3 separate regions of the Sus scrofa genome follow, and all the other regions are linked to region 2. Evidence: chromatin contacts called from public HiChIP or PLAC-seq data. All regions are on one chromosome and are shown on one strand. Each heading gives the region's core, a stretch centred on a gene start, on an enhancer-like site or on the middle of the called end of the contact. The rest is flanking DNA. Distances are from core to core; before and after follow the strand shown. Region 1 overlaps EEPD1 (endonuclease/exonuclease/phosphatase family domain-containing protein 1). Region 2 has its middle 110 kb from the start of SEPT7. Region 3 overlaps LOC102161969 (a long non-coding RNA gene).

The links. HiChIP or PLAC-seq counts read pairs in DNA pulled down with a chosen protein or histone mark.
Region 1: a contact with region 2 is called in an H3K27ac HiChIP or PLAC-seq map of skeletal muscle. The contact joins two enhancer-like sites. A contact is called at or near these places in 1 of 47 Hi-C or Micro-C datasets (embryonic fibroblasts) and 2 of 2 datasets of contacts at active chromatin or transcription factors (alveolar macrophages and skeletal muscle).
Region 3: an H3K27ac HiChIP or PLAC-seq map of skeletal muscle shows a contact between it and region 2. The contact joins two enhancer-like sites. A contact is called at or near these places in 30 of 47 Hi-C or Micro-C datasets (adipose tissue, alveolar macrophages, blood and 16 more) and 2 of 2 datasets of contacts at active chromatin or transcription factors (alveolar macrophages and skeletal muscle).

Annotation. Positions count from the first base shown.
Region 1 is chr18:37,911,695-37,914,655 of Sscrofa11.1, reverse strand. The region is part of intron 2 of EEPD1 (endonuclease/exonuclease/phosphatase family domain-containing protein 1); the gene reads left to right. Among named protein-coding and RNA genes, the nearest start is that of EEPD1, 36 kb to the left of the region's middle. Within about 2 kb of position 1,350, at least 4 of the 83 cell types and tissues checked have an H3K27ac peak or open chromatin away from gene starts, as enhancers often do. A contact at or near this core is called in skeletal muscle, where this site is marked.
Region 2 is chr18:38,072,093-38,075,070 of Sscrofa11.1, reverse strand. No RefSeq gene overlaps it. Among named protein-coding and RNA genes, the nearest start is that of SEPT7, 110 kb to the left of the region's middle. Within about 2 kb of position 1,425, at least 26 of the 83 cell types and tissues checked have an H3K27ac peak or open chromatin away from gene starts, as enhancers often do. A contact at or near this core is called in fetal skeletal muscle, liver, retroperitoneal adipose tissue and 2 more, where this site is marked.
Region 3 is chr18:38,257,573-38,260,287 of Sscrofa11.1, reverse strand. All of the region lies in intron 2 of LOC102161969 (a long non-coding RNA gene), which reads left to right. Among named protein-coding and RNA genes, the nearest start is that of HERPUD2, 26 kb to the left of the region's middle. Within about 2 kb of position 1,292, at least 27 of the 83 cell types and tissues checked have an H3K27ac peak or open chromatin away from gene starts, as enhancers often do. A contact at or near this core is called in fetal skeletal muscle, liver, retroperitoneal adipose tissue and 2 more, where this site is marked.

The DNA.
Region 1 (2,961 bases), core at 101-2,600, 160 kb after region 2:
CCACACTCTCCAACATTTATTGTTTGTAGACTTTTTGATGATGGCCATTCTGGTGGGTGTAAGGTGGTACCTCATCGTGGTTTTGATTTTCATTTCTCTAATAATGAGTGATGTTGAACATCTTTTCATGTGTTTTTTGGCCATCCATATGTCTTCTTTGGAGAATCGTCTGTTTAGATCTTCTTCCCATTTTTTAATGGGATTGTTTGTTTTTTTGGTATTGAGAGGTAGGAGGTGTTTATAAATTTTGGAGATAAATCCCTTGTCAGTTGATTCATTTACAAATATTTTCTCCAACTCTGTGGGTTGTCTTTTCATTTTGTTTAGGGTTTCCTTTGCTGTGCAGAAACTTTTAAGTTTAATTAAGTCCCATTTGTTTATTTTTGTTTTTACTGTCATTACTCTAAGAGGTGGATCTGAGAAGATGTTTCTCTCATTTATGTTGGAGCATCTTGAATTTTTGAACTATGTGAGTGTATCACCTCTCAAAATTACATACAAATAAAAGGTGCCTAATATCACTGCAAATAAAATTTTACATAAGAGGACTGATTATTCTCCTGTAATTACACTTGGCCCTCTGTATCTCTGGGTTCCACATCCACAGATTCAACCAACCTTGAATCAAACATATTTGGAGGAATAAATTCCAGCAAGTTCCCAGAAGCAAAACTTGAATTTGCTGCGTGCCGGCAAATGTTTAGGTAACATTTACATTGTTTCAGGCGTTATCAGTTACTATAATCTAGAGATGATTTAATGTATACAGGAGGATGTGTCTATGTTCTATGCCAACACTAAGCCAGTTTATATAACGGACTTGAACATCCTCGGGTTTTGCTATCTGAGGGGGTCCTGAAACCAGTCCCCCTGTGGATACCTTCAGACAACTGTTGAAACCAAACTAATCTCAGCTGCTTTTGCCCTAAGTTCCCACCGAGCTCTCAAGGCAGGAGCCAACTCCAGCTCCCCAGCTGGGATCCATCTGTGCCATCAAACAGCAGAGGCAATGAGGTTCCTTCCTTTCAGCCCTTGGATGCAGGAGGCAGGCACACAGAGGAGGCAGGCACCAAAACAGCGCCCTTGACCTTTAATCCAGCATCCCTTACCTTTTTACCCTTTTAAAGTTCTACTCTGTTTCTGAAGATGCTTTTGGGGTGTTCAGTGCATCACACTGACCTTCGCCCTCTTGCCTCTTCCTTCCTCCATGGACAGCGGGTGCCATGGCAACCCTAAAGCCCTGGTGCAGGTGATTCAGGGCTTCTAGGTGGACAGGGCCAGGCAGGCCACAGAGAGAAGGCCCAGAGGGATGCCAGGCCTTGCTTGTAAGCCCCCACTCCTGAGCCAGCTCACATGCCCAACTGTCATAACTGTTCTCGCTGAGTCCAAGCAGCTGCCTGTGGACCGTTCTGAGTGTCTTAGCAGGTGCAGATGGCACGCACGGATCATCGTGTTCAAAACCTGGCTCGCCTGGCGCAGGTTTTGTACTTGGCAAACAGGCAATCTAGCTGTGTTCCTGGGAGATGATAATGAAGACCCGGTGAGCCTGAGCATGGTCGCTTTTTGAGACGATCCGCTCACATCCACGTAGTAGCCCTGCCTGATGGAGGCCTCTGCAGAACTGCAGCCTTCCTGCTGTGCTGCTGTGCTGTTGAATCCTACTCTGTGGCGGTGTTGTTAGGATGTTGTCGTCAGTGCAGCAGCCTCACCCCTGATGCAAGAACAGCTGTGCTCTGAAGCATTGTTATGTTTTTGTTTGTTTTCCTCAGACGAGGTGACTTTTTCCACAGCGGTGTACCTTTCTGCTCAGGCCGCTCCAAGCACAGGTCGGTACTCGAGTGCTGTTAATTGTGGAGGTCTCACACCCCCGATGGGCTTTCCCTCTGCGCCTGTCTCCCCATGCTAGCCAGATTCTTCCTTGTTTTTTAAATTGATACTGCAGTTGATTATGTATCCTCACAAATAGCCGGAAATTCCGTAGGAAGCAAGGCCAAATATAAGCAAAGAAGCAGATTTTGTTGTGTGTCTTGGGTTCTTCCATTCCTGACCTAATTTATTTATTCTTTTTAATTTTCTCTAGAACAAGGGCAGCGAGATTGTTTTTCTGCAAAGGGTCAGATAGTAAATACTTTAGATAGTTATCCATGTGGTAGCATAAAAGCAGTCACGGGTAAATGAATCACGGTTGTGGTCCAATGAAACTTGATGGACACTGACATTTGAATTTCATATAATTTTCTCATATCACAAAATATCATTTTGGGGTATTTTTCTTTCTTTCTTTTTTTTTTTTTGTCTTTTGTCTTTTGAGGGCCAAACCCACAGCATGTGGAGGTTCCCAGGCCAGGGGTCAAATCAGAGCTGTAGCTACCAGTCTGCACCACAGCCACAGCAACACCAGATCCGAGCCGCATATGCGACCTATACCACAGCTTATGGCAATGCTGGATGAGTAACCCACTGAGTAGGGCCAGGAATTGAACCCATGTCCTCATGGATACTAATCGGGTTCCTTAACCACTGAACCACAATGGGAACTCCCATTTGGGAGTATTTTCAACCATTAAAAAACATGGAAAGCATTCTTAGTTTATAGGCTATACCCAAACAGCTGTCTGGCTGGACATGGCCCATGGGTTTGCAGTTTCCTGATGCCTGTCCCAAACCCCTGATGTGTTTTGCTCACTTCTAAAAAGAGGAGAGATTGGGAGTTCCTGTCGTGGCTCAGACGGTTAAGGAACCTGACTAGTATCCATGAGGACACAGGTTCGATCCCTGGCCTCGCTCGGTGGGTTAAGTATCCAGCATTGCCGTGAGCTGTGGTGTAGGTCACAGACGCGGCTTGGATCTGGCATTGCTATGGCTGTGGTGTAGGCTGATGGCTACGGCTCTGAGTGACCCCTAGCCTGGGAACCTCCATGCGCCTTGGGTGTGGCCCTGAAAAGACAATAAATAAATAAA
Region 2 (2,978 bases), core at 176-2,675:
CCATGACGGTTTGAAAAATCTCAGGGAAGAATTGCAACAGGCTCAGGAGGGTGAATGCACAACTGTGGTCACAGATAACTACTGTGAGCCTAACAGCACCCCTGCTTCCCCACAAACTTGTCTTCCCCTAGAGATTAGTGGTAAATGAGGTATCAATTCTGCAGCCAACCTGGGCCTTTGAATCAGCTCAACTCACCTACACCCCGCACTCCATCTCTGAGCTTCCTGTGTTGGCTTGTAGAGCTCCACCTGGCCTCCAACCTTCTTCCCTGCATCCAGGGAGCCCTTGAACTTGGCCCCAACAGACTGCACCTCTCCCCCTCTCTCCTTGCTGCCCACCCTGGATTAGGGTTTACATTGGACCCTACTCTATGGGTCATGGATGCACCCAAAAGCCCACAATTCAGGGCTTCCCGGCTCCCAGGGCTGACTTCCCTTAGTACCCCCCCCCCCCCCCGCCACAGACCTTTAAATACCTCCTCCCTGTTTACTGATTTTTTGAAATGAAATTTTTTCTTCTGATTTTCAATTTTGGCAAAAAGTGCTTTTTTCTGAACCATTTTTGAATTATTTGCAGCTTCAAGCCCCTTGTATTACTTAGGTGTGTATTTCCTAGAAACAAGGAAATTTTCATATCAGAGTATAAAGATCAAAATGATGAAATTTAATGAATTTTTTAATAAAACTTAGAAACATTTACAGATCCTCTGTCAGGTAACTGGCAGGTTGATGTCAGGAGGCCTTGGTCCCTTGGCACATGGACCTGCTTAGGGTCCTATCTTCAAATATATATTTGAGTTCATAGCCTATTTTGCATTATGGCCCAAAGCCCCCAATTCTGGCTGTTGTGCTTGCATATTCCTTCAAATAAATTTCAAGGGGATCAACTCAGCATCTCTGGCCCTGGACCTCTTCAGGATGGGATCAGTGCCCACGTCGACACCTGAGTCTGAGGTCCAGTCTCCCAGTTCACTTCTCTCTCCGTCATGTGGGATGAACTCATTTTTTCTCATTTATTCACTCATTCATTCTCATTCCATCTAACTTCTGAGCAGGGGACAGCCAGGGACAGGGGTGCATGCTCCCTCGCTTCAGGAGAGCCCACCCTAGAGAAATTAGCAGGAAGCACGCGGAAGGGTCACCTTAGCCCAGGACCACAGTCACAGAAATTAGGTGTGGTCAAATGTATTCCTATTTGAAGCCTGGGCGATAGCTGAGACCCTCAGGCGCACCTCTCTCACATCGTAGGCGGTGCCTTAGGTGTCCCCCACCCCGCGCTGAGACTTCTGCTTGTGGAGGGATGAGACTGGAATCCGCTGCAGCCTGCAGAGGGGCTTCAGAGATGAAAGCCCCTGGAGGTGGCGGCCCCAGCCTGGCCCTGCTGGTGCTGGGTAAGGCGGGCTCTTCTCTGCCCCCTGGCGGCCATAGGCGCCCGCGCAGGGCCAGGCTCCCCTTGCAAGGGGCCCACGCGGCCGCCCTGCACGCTCAAGCTCCTTCCCTCTTGACCTGCATTCCTTGGGGTCAAGCCGGGGTTGGGATTTCTGAGGACAGCCCCTACCTTACTCCCAAGGGTCGCCATTGGAGCGTCAGTGGTGGATGGTGGTCGTTAGGACAGAAGGTGGCAGCATCTTCATGCACGCTGTGACCTCCCTTCAGGATGTGGCTTTCCAGGGGGACTCTTAGAGCGCCTGCCCTTGAATTCCACACCACTCAATAGTAGGATTTTATTTTGCTTCAGAAATACTTTAAGACGTAGTATTTTTATTTATTGAGGCAAAAATTTAAAGAATGCTACAAAAGTAACTTTGACCTTTGAAACAGAACATTACAACCAAACATAAAGTAAACACGACCGGTTTAAAAGTTCCTCGAAATGTTAAACAGAGAATTACCATACGACCCAGATATTCCACTTCTGGGCATATACCCAAAAGAAGTAAAAGCAGGGACCAGAGCAGACATTTGCACATCTGTGTTCATAGCAACATTATTCGCAATAGCCAAAAAGTGGAACAAACCCAAGCGTCTATGGACGGATGAAAGGATAAACAGAATGTGGTGGATACATACGGGAGATCATTTATCAGCCATAAAAAAGGAAGGAAATTCTGACACAGGCTACAGCATGGATGAACATGCTAAGTAAAAAAAGCCAGACACCAAACACAGAAGGACAAATGTATGATTCCATTTGTATGAAATATCTAGAATACGCAAATTAGAGGGACAGAAAGTAGATCAGATATTACTGGGCCTTGAGGGGAGAGGGAATAGGAAGTTGATGCTTAATGGGTACAGAGTTTTGGGTTGGTATGTTGAAAATTTTTTTAAATGGTGGTGATGGCTATAAATGGTGAATGTAATTAATGTCCCTGAATTGTATACTTAAAATGGTTCATATTATGTATTTTTGACCATAATTTAAAAAACAGAAAGAAAAGAGAACACTGAATTTACCTCTCTACCTACCATTCTACTTCCCGGAGGCCAGGAGCCGTCGAATGACTTTAATGGCGTCTGGAGTCAAGTAAGTGGACGGGGAAGGATTTGAGCAAGATCACTGTGGATAGCCCAGCTCAAAGCAGCCAGCAGCCATGGTCAAGAGCCTTCCACACCCTCACATCTTCCCGCGAGCACCACTGGGTGAGTCATCACTTCTTCATTCTTCTCTCTTTACAGTCCAGTGGGGACTGGCCTTGGCCTGGACTTGGTCTGGGCTTTGGTATACTGGGCCCAAGTTTCCCTGAGACAGAGTGACAGTGTTCTAGACCCCAGTGCCGCAGGTTCAAAGCTCATATTAGCGCAATGGGCAGGAGGCTCTGGTGGCCTCCCAGAGGCCCCTCTCTCTTCCTTAAACCCCATGGCTAGGGCTACCGTGCCCTCTGAAATCTCAAGCTCCCTCTCCCTGTCCCATCACTGTCTCTACCCACTCCTGTCCTCACCTCAGAGACCACACTCTGCCTCGCCAACCTCCCTCC
Region 3 (2,715 bases), core at 43-2,542, 190 kb before region 2:
ACTTATGAAAAAAGTAGACAGACCCAGTAGGTAAGCCAAAGTAGTGAGTGGTCAGGATGAACAGAGACAGGGCAGGCCAGATGGCTCTTACTCTGTGTCCAACCTTCCAGCTTCCATCAAATAACCAAATTAAAATAAATCAATTTAAGCCAAGGTCAATTTTAAATTCTATGTTTTGCTGGTAAAACAGAATCATTAACTATATCAATAATGTCTGTCCTAAACCCATTATGAAATGGGAGCAATTGTATTCTTTATTATTGGTCTGGATATGTTCAACAAAAAAAGAAAGGATGAAGGCAAAACCATGCAACTATTTTTTTTTAAAACTGATGCACATTAATAAGATCTAGGGAATCTTGAAGAGATTTAATTGATAGTGTTGAGATTTATATAATTTTATGTTGTAAATTCATTTTCGAGGAATAATTTACTTCAACTAGTCACATTTTTATCTTCCACTAAATTGTAAATTTAATTTAATGAAAATAACTACTATTTAAATACTAACATAGTCCTTTTCTTTATATAAAACATAAAAGAGGAGTTCCCATTGTGGCTTATTGGTAACAACCCTGATTATTATCTGGCCTCAGGTTCAATCCCTGGTTTCGTTCAGTGGGTTAAGTATTTGGCGTTGCCATGAGCTGCAGTATAAGCTGAAGTTGGGGCTCTAATCTGGCATCGCTGTGGCTGTGGCGAAGCCCGGCAACCCCTAGCCTGGGAACTTCCATTTGTTGTGCACATGCGGCCCTAAAAAGCAAAAAAAAAAAAAGAGAGAGAAAGAGAGATTGTTTATGTATGTATACATATATGTGTCAAGACTGAAAATGAAACTCGGGTTCAAGACTTTAGCTAAGCACAGATAATTGACAAACTCACGAGTTAGAACTTACAAAATTCCATTGTGAAGTTGACTAACTTGTTAGTGTAAATAAGACTATCAGCATATAAAAAAAGGTAACCCTGTCTCAGTTGTAGCTATAGATTGCAAATCTTGTGTTCGTTCACATGTTTGCCAATAGATCTAAAGACTTTACTGAAAGCAGAAAATAATTAGAATGAAAACGGAAGTGTAAATACAATCCTAGTTGATTAATATGCTCATTGTACTTCTTTCTTATGATACTAGCAAATATTCCGTTTTTAAGTTGATCTGTGATACATTCAGCAGTATCATGGGAGCATAATTTTTTTAAATGGTTTGTCCAAAGTTTCTATCAATCCCTCCTAGCAACAGAACTAAGTGTTAGTTATTGCTGCCTGAGTTACAACAGCTGCCCTGGTAAGCTTGTCCAAATGGCGAATTAAATGCTATTCACAGTAATATCTGGTCTTTCCCACCCCCAAACATACACAGAAGATTTTTGTCATTCCTCACATTGGGCAATAGAAGTAACTCTAAAGGCAAAACGTCCTTCCACCTGTTTTATGCAGTAAGACAGACTCCAAGTGCGAGGTGGTGAAGGGCTGTTTCCTTGAATGGCAGCTGAATGTGCCAGCAGGATCTTTGGCAGCAACACCCGGGCACTGAAGCTGGGCATTCAGGAGAACTACATGGAGAAAAGAAACTTGAGCACACTGCTTCCTGGAACACTGAGAACCTGAATGGGAAATTAAGAAGCACCAGATTCTCTCTAGCCTTACACCAGCCAAGGTCAGATTTCCAAGCTCCTATTTATTCTAATCATTCCCCCCAAAGTGCTATTGCAATTGATGAAATAATGAAAATGCCCTCTTTTCCTTTTAGAAAATAGTGTTATTTACTGCTGTATTATGCTCCTGCTTGAAAAAATTTTTCCCATCCTGAAGTAACAGCTTCTTACCACAAATCAAGTAAGACCATGGTGAAGAGGTTGAAGGGAGACAAGGACTTACTCTGCATCTCAAAGGGCAGCTCCCTGGGAGAGGGTGCTGGATAGGCCAGCTTGCTTGTTGACCATCTTGCTAACAGAAAGCTGGGGCTAAAGTCTGACCTCTGCCAATTTGGCAGACACATATCTCCTCACTCAGCAGGACACCTAAGCAGGGACAAACTTAGGCAGGAGTAACTGCCACAGTAGAGCACTTATTGCCAGGAAAGAGGGTAAATCCATAGCAAAAGACCCAGGGCAAGTCACGGGCTTTTATTAAATGGGTGCTATCTGCCTGGCGCCCTCTGGAACCCAGTTTCAAACCTAAAACCTAGCAGTTTAGGAGAATAATAACCACCATCTGAGGGGGCAGGGGAGAATTTCTTTAGCAATTTTTTTTTTTTTTTTTTTTTAGCAATTTTCAGTTTTGCAGGAAGCTTTAAGGAATCGTTTACTCAAAAGCCTCAAGGATGATTTTAGTTAGAAAAAAAAAAAAAAAAAAGCTTGACTCCTTGGTTTCCTCTTGGGAAGATAAATTCATTATTATTTAACAAATGTGTTTGCTTATAAACAAATTCTTTCAAAACAGGATTCTGTCGGGGAAACTCACATTAAAAGGAGTTTTTCCATGAGGAAGAGATTAGAAAATCCTGTCCTGGCAAAAATTCTTAGGGGATAATTTTTAAAATTGTTTTCATAAAATTTGCAGTGGCTAACTTCCCGTTAAACTCTGTATCTAATTCAATCAAAGTACTAATGACTTTAGAAGATTGTTGGAGGAGTGGCTGTGGGAAATTCCAGAGCTGCTGCTGCCTGCAGAGACTTCTTTACTGACTGTCTCAGATCCCAGACAATGCCTTAT